Regions from separate parts of the Sus scrofa genome. Here regions 2 and 3 are each linked to region 1. The links are chromatin contacts, called in public Hi-C maps. All regions are on one chromosome and are shown on one strand. The core of a region is the stretch at or near the end of the contact, and the rest is flanking DNA. Distances in the headings are between cores, read along the strand shown. Region 1 holds the start of KLF6 (Kruppel like factor 6). Region 2 has its middle 67 kb from the start of KLF6. Region 3 has its middle 99 kb from the start of KLF6.

Region 1 (2,700 bases), core at 38-2,537:
AAACCTCCTTCCACCCTTTAAAGACAATGGGACAAGTGTCAGAATCTCCCTCCCTCCAGGCAATCCCAATGAATCAGAAGGGGAAAAATTAAGTTTCTCAAATGTCCAATGCCCCAAATTCCAGACCCACTAAAAAATGCCGGAAACAGGCTCTTCTTCCCAAACTCAGACTTGAAGCAATACGGACCGGCTCATTGTCATATGACTGATAAGTCACTGTTTGTGCAAACACTGTTTTTTTTTTCTTTCTTTCTTTCTTTTTTTTTTTCTTTCTCTGGTCAAAGAAAGAAACAGGTAAGAAAAACAAGGCAGATGGAGGCAAATCGTAAGGATTCCAAAGAAGGTTAAGAAATTGAAAATGGCCTGCTAGAGAAAAGGAGCTGGCGGATGTTCTGCTGGTTTAATTCTTAATTAAAAAAAAAACCAAAACAAAACAAAACCCAAAACAAAACCAAAAAACCACCTCTACATACAAACACCAAAAAGCAAAACAAAAACAAAATCCCTTAAAAACAACAACAACAACAACAACACCCTTGGCAGTCCATGCAAGTTCATATGACCAGATCCAGCTGTGGAGTCTGGAGCTGGTACAAGCACCAAACTTCTGCCAAGGGCTGGGGCCGGGATCAGGCCGCGGAGCTGGGTCTGCCCTCCGGAGCTGGTAGTTCATAAGCCCCAGAAACGGGCAAAAACACTCGGAGTGACCAAGCGCTGCTGCGCCCCACTCAAATGTCAACTCCGCTCCACGCCGTAAAGGCCTCTTTAAAGTGCCTTCCTCACCGGAGGCAGGAGAAGTACGTTTTAGGACTAATTATTTTAATTTAAAAAAATTTGCCCAAACCACTAAAAAAAAAAAAAAAAAAAAAAAAAGAAGAAGAAGAAATGCACCTCCAACCACACACCGTCCTGTCGGTGCGTGCATGCACTCCCTCCTCGGCACACCGGGGCACCTGGCCCACGAAAATTCCTATTTACCTGTTGCCAATATTCCTCCAGGGAGGGCAGCGCCGAGAAGTAACCAGTCTCGTGCACAATCTGGAGTTCCTGGAAGATGCTGCACATTGGGAGCACATCCATGTCGGGTTGGAAAAGACAGTCACTGCTGTTGTAAAAACAGGGAGGTGTGCGGTCTGGAGTCGGGAGCGCAGCAGTCGTGCCTGCAGCGCCGGGGAAGTTCATGCAAACTCAGTGCGCAGCAATTAGGCGCCGCGGGTTCGGATCCTGCCGGAGCCCGGAGACGCACTCTCGAGCCCACACAATATTTGCAAACACCGGACTGACTGCAAACGTAACCCCTGCAAAACTTCCCTATTCAAAGCTCCTCTGCCAGCCTCCCCTCCTCCCCGCCCAGCCCCCTCCTCCCCTCCCCACGTGACTCGCCCTCGCCCGCCCATCGCACCGCCCAATCACGCCGCGCCTGGCCCGGGGGCTGCGCGAAGATGATGTCAGCTTCGGCCAATGGCGGGCGGCGGCTCACAGCGGCCCCGCCTGGCGTGACCGAGCCTCTCCATCACAGCCCTCGCCATTGGCTGAATTCGAACTTCGGCCGGCTCTGATTGGAAAGCGGCTTCGCAGGCTATTTTTAGCAGGGTATATAAGGCGCGGGCCGCCGCGCGCCGGAGGAGTCGGTGCTGGGAGGTGCGCGGCCGAGCGGCTGAGTGCGCCGCTGCCGGGCCGAGGGAGCCGGGTGTCCCTTCCGTCCCGTCCCCGGTCCCCGCACCCCCGTCGTCCTGGTCCCAGTCTTCGTCCCCATCACCCGGGTTGGTCCCCGCAGCCCGGGCCCGCGCGTTCCTCACGCCGGTCATCCGGGCCCTGTCCCCTGCCCCCGGCTCAGCGGCTCAGTGCGCCGCCGCGGGGCTGAGGGGAGCCAGACGGGGTCCCTCCGCCCCTCCCCTCCAGCCTCGGGCCGACCTGCCCTTCTCTGGCCCCCGCCGTCCCTTCCTCCCTCTCGGTCCTCCCTGTATCCCCGTCTTCCGTCCCCTTCTTTCTTCCCCCTCTTCCCCGCCCTTGTCTCCTGTCACCCCTCCCCATCAGTCCCCTTCTGTACCTGCTCCATACCCCGCAGTCCTAAGTTGGCCCCTGCGACCCAGGTGTGGTGGACAGAGCATCCCCACAGGTGTGTGTGGGGGGGTGGCGGGGCAGGAAGGTGGGCAGGGAGGGGCCTGAGATGCTCCAGAGCCGCTGTGGTGCGTGCCTCTGAGCTCCCTCCTTCCGCCCCCTTCCCGTGGAAAGGACACACACTTGGGGGACCCACCTGTGCCCCCAGATGCCTGCGGAACCTGCAGGGAAAGGATCAGAATGGCTGGGGAGACCCACGTTGGACCTGCTTGTTTTGATTCTATGAGACCACATTTTTCTTTTAAAAATTTGGGCCCCTTATGAAGGGGGCAAAAAATGAGGGTGCCTTAACTGCTCTCAGAACAGCATGGTACCAGTTGCCCACATTTCAGAAATGCACTTTCCGGAGTTTGGCCCCAGACCTGCAGAATCGGAGCTGGGGGTAGGGGCTGTCCTAGCCACTGTGTTTGGAACACGCTTCCCAGGTGAATCTAAAATGTGGGAATTGGGGTCTGGAAAGTGTCCTTTTACTTGTCACCACAGGGCAGTCCTCATTTCAAGAAGGTTCCAGGACTCTCACCAAGGTTAACGACTAGACTTTTCCTTAGCGTGTAAACAGTTTAAATTAGGTTGAAGCTG
Region 2 (2,700 bases), core at 192-2,691, 67 kb after region 1:
AGAGATGGGCGCTTCGGTCACGGAGCGGGATGCTGGCCTCCCAGGCCTCTCCAGTGTCGGGCTGTAGGTGGACGTCCCAACCCAGGGCCTGAGGCTGTGGCCTGACGTGCAGACAGGGTCTGTACAGTGAGGATTAAGTTAAGGGGTCCTTGCGGGGCCCGTGTGCTTATGAAAGGGGATCAGGACCCGGCCTCACCCAGGGGAAGCAGACTGCGTGACGGTAAGATCAGAGACTGGGGGCTGCGTCTGCCAGCCCAGGAACCGCAGGCTGCCAGGAAAACCACAGCCACAGGAGAGAGGCCTGGAGCAGATTCTCCCTCGGAACCTCGAGGAGAAATTAACCTGTGGGCACTTGACCTTGGACTCTGGCCTCTGGACAGTGAGACAGGAGAGGTCTGACACGTCGTTCGTGTCTTTGTTACGGAAGCCCCAGCAAACCAACACTGGACACACGGGGACCCAAAGCCCAGGCCCCATGACGTCCAGGCCTGTTGAGCGCTCCAGTGAGTTTAGTGGGTGATTCCCCATGAGACTCTAAACGACCACATGCAAAGCATCAAGGGAAGGCCTCAGAGTGATTCGAACAGCAAATGCTGTCAGAATTCAGAGGGCAGGAGAGAGACAGAGCTGGAAACTTCCAAAGAGTCCCACTGCTTGGATCAAAGAGCAAAGGAAGAAGAGAGCCTATGAGTCGAGAGGAAGAAAGCAAAGGCCTGGTTTTGGAGATGCGTGCTGGGAACCAGAGCCAAGGCCCCATCTCTTTGCAGGTCTCATTGGCTGTGGAAAGAGAACCAGTGGGACAGAAAGGACCCCCTGCAGGCGAGGGGCTCGGGTGGTGGAGGAGGGAGCCCTTCCATCAGACTCAAGGTCTCCGGGAGGTTGTGTTTTCCTCTACCCACCAGTTTAAGAAAACATAGAAAAGCCAAACTATAAAGATGTATTCTGCTACTTCCATGCAGCGCCAACATCAGGGCCAAACATCCAGGTAATATGCAGGTACATCCCTGGCAAGGCCCTTGTTGCCTGGGAATGACTTTATCATTTAAGACCATGAAAGAAAGTTGGATTTTATGCTTAAAGATGGAAACATTTCTTGCCATTTGTAGAGCTTATCCAAACTCAACTTCACGTTCCTATTCAATCCCCATAAATGGGAAAAAAAGCTATTTAATGATTGACTGGGGTTGCCTTTAAATATAGTTTTGGCCTGTCTTTGAGGGCTTTTTCTTTCATTTTCTCTTAGTGGGTTTCCATTTGCTATGGCCTCTCCTGGTTGGTTCCATCTTTTCAGCAGCTCATGCGATTCTGCCTTTATGGTGCAGATGCAACCCCTCTATCATTTTATTTTCCTCTGAGGAAATTCTCAATATGTGAGTTTAACTCTCAAAGTTGGTGAGACAAGGAAATGGCGAAAAACCACAGTGGAAATGTGACTCACTCAGAAACTTCAGAATGGCCATGTGCTACTAAAAAGAATTAGTCATCCCCACGGCCTGGCCAGACGTCTCCTTGGATCTCCTGTACATAATTTACTGGTCTTTCAGCGCCTGGTTTGTTCGGGGTGAACACTTGCTACCCGAGTGGGCATCATCCTCCTTGCCACGCGGTCTTCCTCGCCTCTCCTCCACCAGTGGGAACAGAGATTCACCTAGGCCATGTGTGCTCAGGAGGATGCCTGCTGTATACTTTCACCCACTGGATTAAGAATTAAAAGTGAGTAATTCTAGGACGTGGTCGCAGTCATTGAAATAGAGGTAGAAAGGTTGACAAGTCTCATTTAAACATGGGCATTGCAGTCACTGGATAGACATCTGATCGAATCACCATCTGCTCCATTGGCGTGCAGCTCTTCAGAGGAAGAAAAACCAAAGCATAGCTGGGTCTGAGGCATCCTGTTGGAAGGTCAACAGCAAATTACACTTGTGTCTCCCCAGTACCTAGTTCACCGTTTCGGTAATGCACACTCAACCACTCAAGACCCGTCTGTGGTTTAGTGGCAATGTGGGTCTTGGTACAAATTAGAGAGAGACCCCCTTCCTCATCACGCATATGCTGTGCTTGTTGTTTTTCTCAGAAATGACTGACTTTTTCCAGCTTCCCCGAGGTATGGTTGACAAATAAAACTTGTCCATATTTAAGGTGCACCATGTGGTGGTTTGGTACATGCGTAGGTTGTGACACGATCACCACAAGCAAGTTGATGAACATATTGCCTTCACATCGTTGCTGTGTGTGTGAGTGTGTGTGTGTGTGTGTGTGTGTGTGTGTGTGTGGTGAGAACACATAAGATCTCCCCCCTTGGAAACTTTCAAGTGCGCACGTAGTATGATTCGGGGGTGTCGCCACACTGTAGATTAGATCCCCAGAATTTGCTCCTCTTAAAACTGAAAGTCTCCACCCTGGCCCATCTCCAGACTTCGCTCACCACGGCCCCTGATACCCACCATCCTCATCCCTGCTTCTCTGAGTTTGGCTTTTTAGATTCTACATGTAGGTAGACTCGTGCAGTATTGGTCTCTCTTCGTCTGGCTTATTTCACTCGGCACAATGTCCTCCAGGTTCGTCCACGTTTTCCCAAAGGGCAAGATTTCTTTCTTTTTTGTGCTATTATCCCACATTTTCTTTATCCATCTACCCATCCACAAGAACTTAGGTTGCGTCCAAATGTTGGCTATTTTGAATAAAGCCACATCAAGCACC
Region 3 (2,700 bases), core at 127-2,626, 99 kb after region 1:
GGCAGGAAACCCCCTGAGTGATTAGGTGATTAGGCGACTGAGTATCTTTCAGGACCTAAAGCAAGTGGTTTCAAACCTGGAGCTCCTTCGCCCTGGTGGGCCCCTAGGACCTCGGGAGGGACCACTGCCTGCATCTGCATGAATCGTCTTCTCCCCAGACTCAGGTTAAAGTCAGGCGTGGACATTCGTGTGGGGTGTGTGGGCTTAGGCTGGTGCATGTACGGTAAAGATGAGCTCCTGACTGTGAGGGGGGACACCTGACCCCCCAAAACTTGAGAACCGCATGGCTCCCCCTCTACTTCACCTGGGTCTGATCTTGGGGAATCGGTCAGGGGAGCAGTGCAGAGGGAGGGGGAAGCGGGGATTGCACACAATACTCCAGGCGCTTGGGTCTCAACTCTCTGGCCAACTACGAGAACTATTTGAAATTTTAGGAGATAAGACAGAGCAAGCGCTGACAGGACTCCATCGAAGACTGCAAGTCCTTTCCTTGAGCGAGAAGCCAGGTGTGGGTTGGAGCTTTATGACTGTCCTGACCTCTCCTGGGGCTCACACGCCTTCTGATTAGTTAGTCGGAGATGGCAATCTGAGCAGGACCCTCAGTGGTGCAGTCGATGCACAGGGAGATTGCAGGCGAGGGTAGACCCGGCGGGGATTCCAGGGGGACGTGGGACCTGTTGAGTGGGTTCTCTCTCTCTCTCTTCTTTTTTTAGGGGCCACACCTGTGGCATATGGAGGTTCCCGGGCTAGGGTCGGTCAAATCAGAGCTGCAGCCGCCAGCCTACACCACAGCCACAGCAACGCCAGATCCTGAACCTGCTGAGTGAGTCCAGGGGTAAAGCCTGCGTCCTCGTGGATACTAGTCGGGTTCCTAACCTGCTGAGCCACTCCTGGGTGGTTTCTCTTGCTGGCGACCTTTCCACTGCTTAGTCCTCTGGTCTTTACCTCCGGGAAGACAGAGCCGCAGGGGCAGAACTGCTGGGGTTTTTCTCCAGGAGCTCTCAGCTGCAGGAAGGGGCTTCCCTGACCCCCTCAGTCATCATCCTCCCCGGAAAAACATGCTTTGAGCCTTTTTTATGCAGGTAAAGGGGATTGACTCACGCTCTCCCTGTTCTCCTCCAAAGTCTCCTGAGGTCAAGCTTACCTGGCCCCGGGCTCAGAGTGCTCGGAGGGTGGGGAGGAAGGAAGAGGTGTCTGGGCTTCACATACCCGTCCCTCCAAAGTGGCCACAGTCAAATCCCCCGTGGACGCCCACCAGGGCTCGGGGGCTCCTGGGATCTCACTGCCCTCCCCCTCGGCACTTCCTGGACACCTGTGGTCCCAGGACTCACTTCGATGGTCCGTGGCGATGTCCTTTTCCCTAGCAGACGGGGACAACGGCAAACGGGAGGACTTTGCCTTATTCACCTTTGTATCCCCAGCCCCCGCACCCTGCCTGCCAGTTAGTATTTAGAGGACACATTTTCTTTTAAAAAAAATTAGGAAGGTCTTAAAATATAATTTCACCAACGGAATGAACACAGATGTACTCTGGCTGAAAGCCTAATGCCACACATCCAAAGAAAGAAGCTTCGTTAGGTGCAAATGCTGGAAGAGACGCCTTAGTGTTTCCAGAGAATGTGACAAAAATACCGACTGACCGAGAGGCCAAGGGCTGGACTGGGCGGTGGGGGGAGACCGCCTGCCCTTTGGTGCCTGGCAGCTGGTTTTGCTGTTTCCCAAAGAGAGCTGAGGAGGAGGGTGCAGGCAGAGCAGTGGGCAGCATAATTCCGGGAGAACCGACAATGACCTTCGCTGGGGAGGGTGGCCAGCTCCTGAAGGGCTAGGAGGGCAGATAAGAACGCATCAAACTCCTATTCATTTATTTTGGCCACGCCCACAGCACGCAGACCTTCCCCTGCCAGGGACGGAACAAGAGCCGTGATGGATCCTTAACCCCTGAGCCGCCAAGCAACTCTGTCAAGTTCTTGAATTCTGTGCCTATTTATTCTGGGTGAGACTTTCACTCAGCTCAGATGGAGTGATGATAATGAGTCAGGAATTTATAGGCTAACAGTTCTTGAGCACTTATTATGCGCCAGGCACTGCTGCAAGGGTTTTGAGAGCATCAACTTCGCTACCTGGTCCTTGTAACACCTGCTCCAGTGTGGGCTGTTACTATTAGTCCATTTTACAGATGGGCACTCGAGGAACAGTGAGGTTAAATTGTTTGCCCAAGCTCACACAGCTGGGGGGTTGCCATGTGTGTTCTCGGGCCCTGAGACAGGCGCAGTGATGCCGCGGGAGTGGAGAAGGACAAAGGCGCTTGCCGCAAACCACATTAAAGAGTCAGGTTTGCGTCCACTTGTTTGTCTGGGTGAGGCTGAGAAATGCGTCCACTCAAAGCGGTTCATTCCTTACCTCTCACATCAGTGAAATAAGTATTACATGGTGTTACCTCGTCATCAAAAGCTTTCAGCAGAGTGCCTGCCACACGCATCCAACCTTCTCTCATGTCCAAGATCAAGTACCTACCAGATCATGTTAATCGGCTTTCTCATTTGTTGTATCTAGAAAAAAATGACCTGTCCCTCCCAGGAATGATGAATAATATTGCGTAGAGAGGGAATAGCAGTGTCCGTCCCATTCTAGCAGCTCAATCCTTGTAAACTAGTGTTACTGTTAGCACATAAGAGTCTGTCTTGTACCTTTAGCATGCTC

The links. Hi-C and Micro-C count contacts between places; a contact is called where the count stands out from the background.
Region 2: a Hi-C map of omental adipose tissue shows a contact between it and region 1, with 2.2 times the contacts expected there. The contact joins the enhancer-like site here to the promoter of KLF6 in region 1. A contact is called at or near these places in 1 of 5 promoter capture datasets (liver), 18 of 47 Hi-C or Micro-C datasets (alveolar macrophages, blood, embryonic fibroblasts and 8 more) and 2 of 2 datasets of contacts at active chromatin or transcription factors (alveolar macrophages and skeletal muscle).
Region 3: a Hi-C map of liver shows a contact between it and region 1, with 4 times the contacts expected there. The contact joins the enhancer-like site here to the promoter of KLF6 in region 1. A contact is called at or near these places in 1 of 5 promoter capture datasets (liver), 4 of 47 Hi-C or Micro-C datasets (brain, embryonic fibroblasts and liver) and 2 of 2 datasets of contacts at active chromatin or transcription factors (alveolar macrophages and skeletal muscle).

The regions. Positions count from the first base shown.
Region 1 is chr10:66,487,032-66,489,731 of Sscrofa11.1, reverse strand. It overlaps KLF6 (Kruppel like factor 6), which reads right to left and starts at 1,287. Exons shown (of 5, transcript NM_001134353.2): 1 at 979-1,287. The coding sequence starts at 1,080.
Region 2 is chr10:66,419,987-66,422,686 of Sscrofa11.1, reverse strand. No RefSeq gene overlaps it. Among named protein-coding and RNA genes, the nearest start is that of KLF6, 67 kb to the left of the region's middle. Within about 2 kb of position 1,441, at least 14 of the 83 cell types and tissues checked have an H3K27ac peak or open chromatin away from gene starts, as enhancers often do. A contact at or near this core is called in alveolar macrophages, embryonic fibroblasts, omental adipose tissue and 2 more, where this site is marked.
Region 3 is chr10:66,388,172-66,390,871 of Sscrofa11.1, reverse strand. No RefSeq gene overlaps it. Among named protein-coding and RNA genes, the nearest start is that of KLF6, 99 kb to the left of the region's middle. Within about 2 kb of position 1,376, at least 2 of the 83 cell types and tissues checked have an H3K27ac peak or open chromatin away from gene starts, as enhancers often do. A contact at or near this core is called in liver, where this site is marked.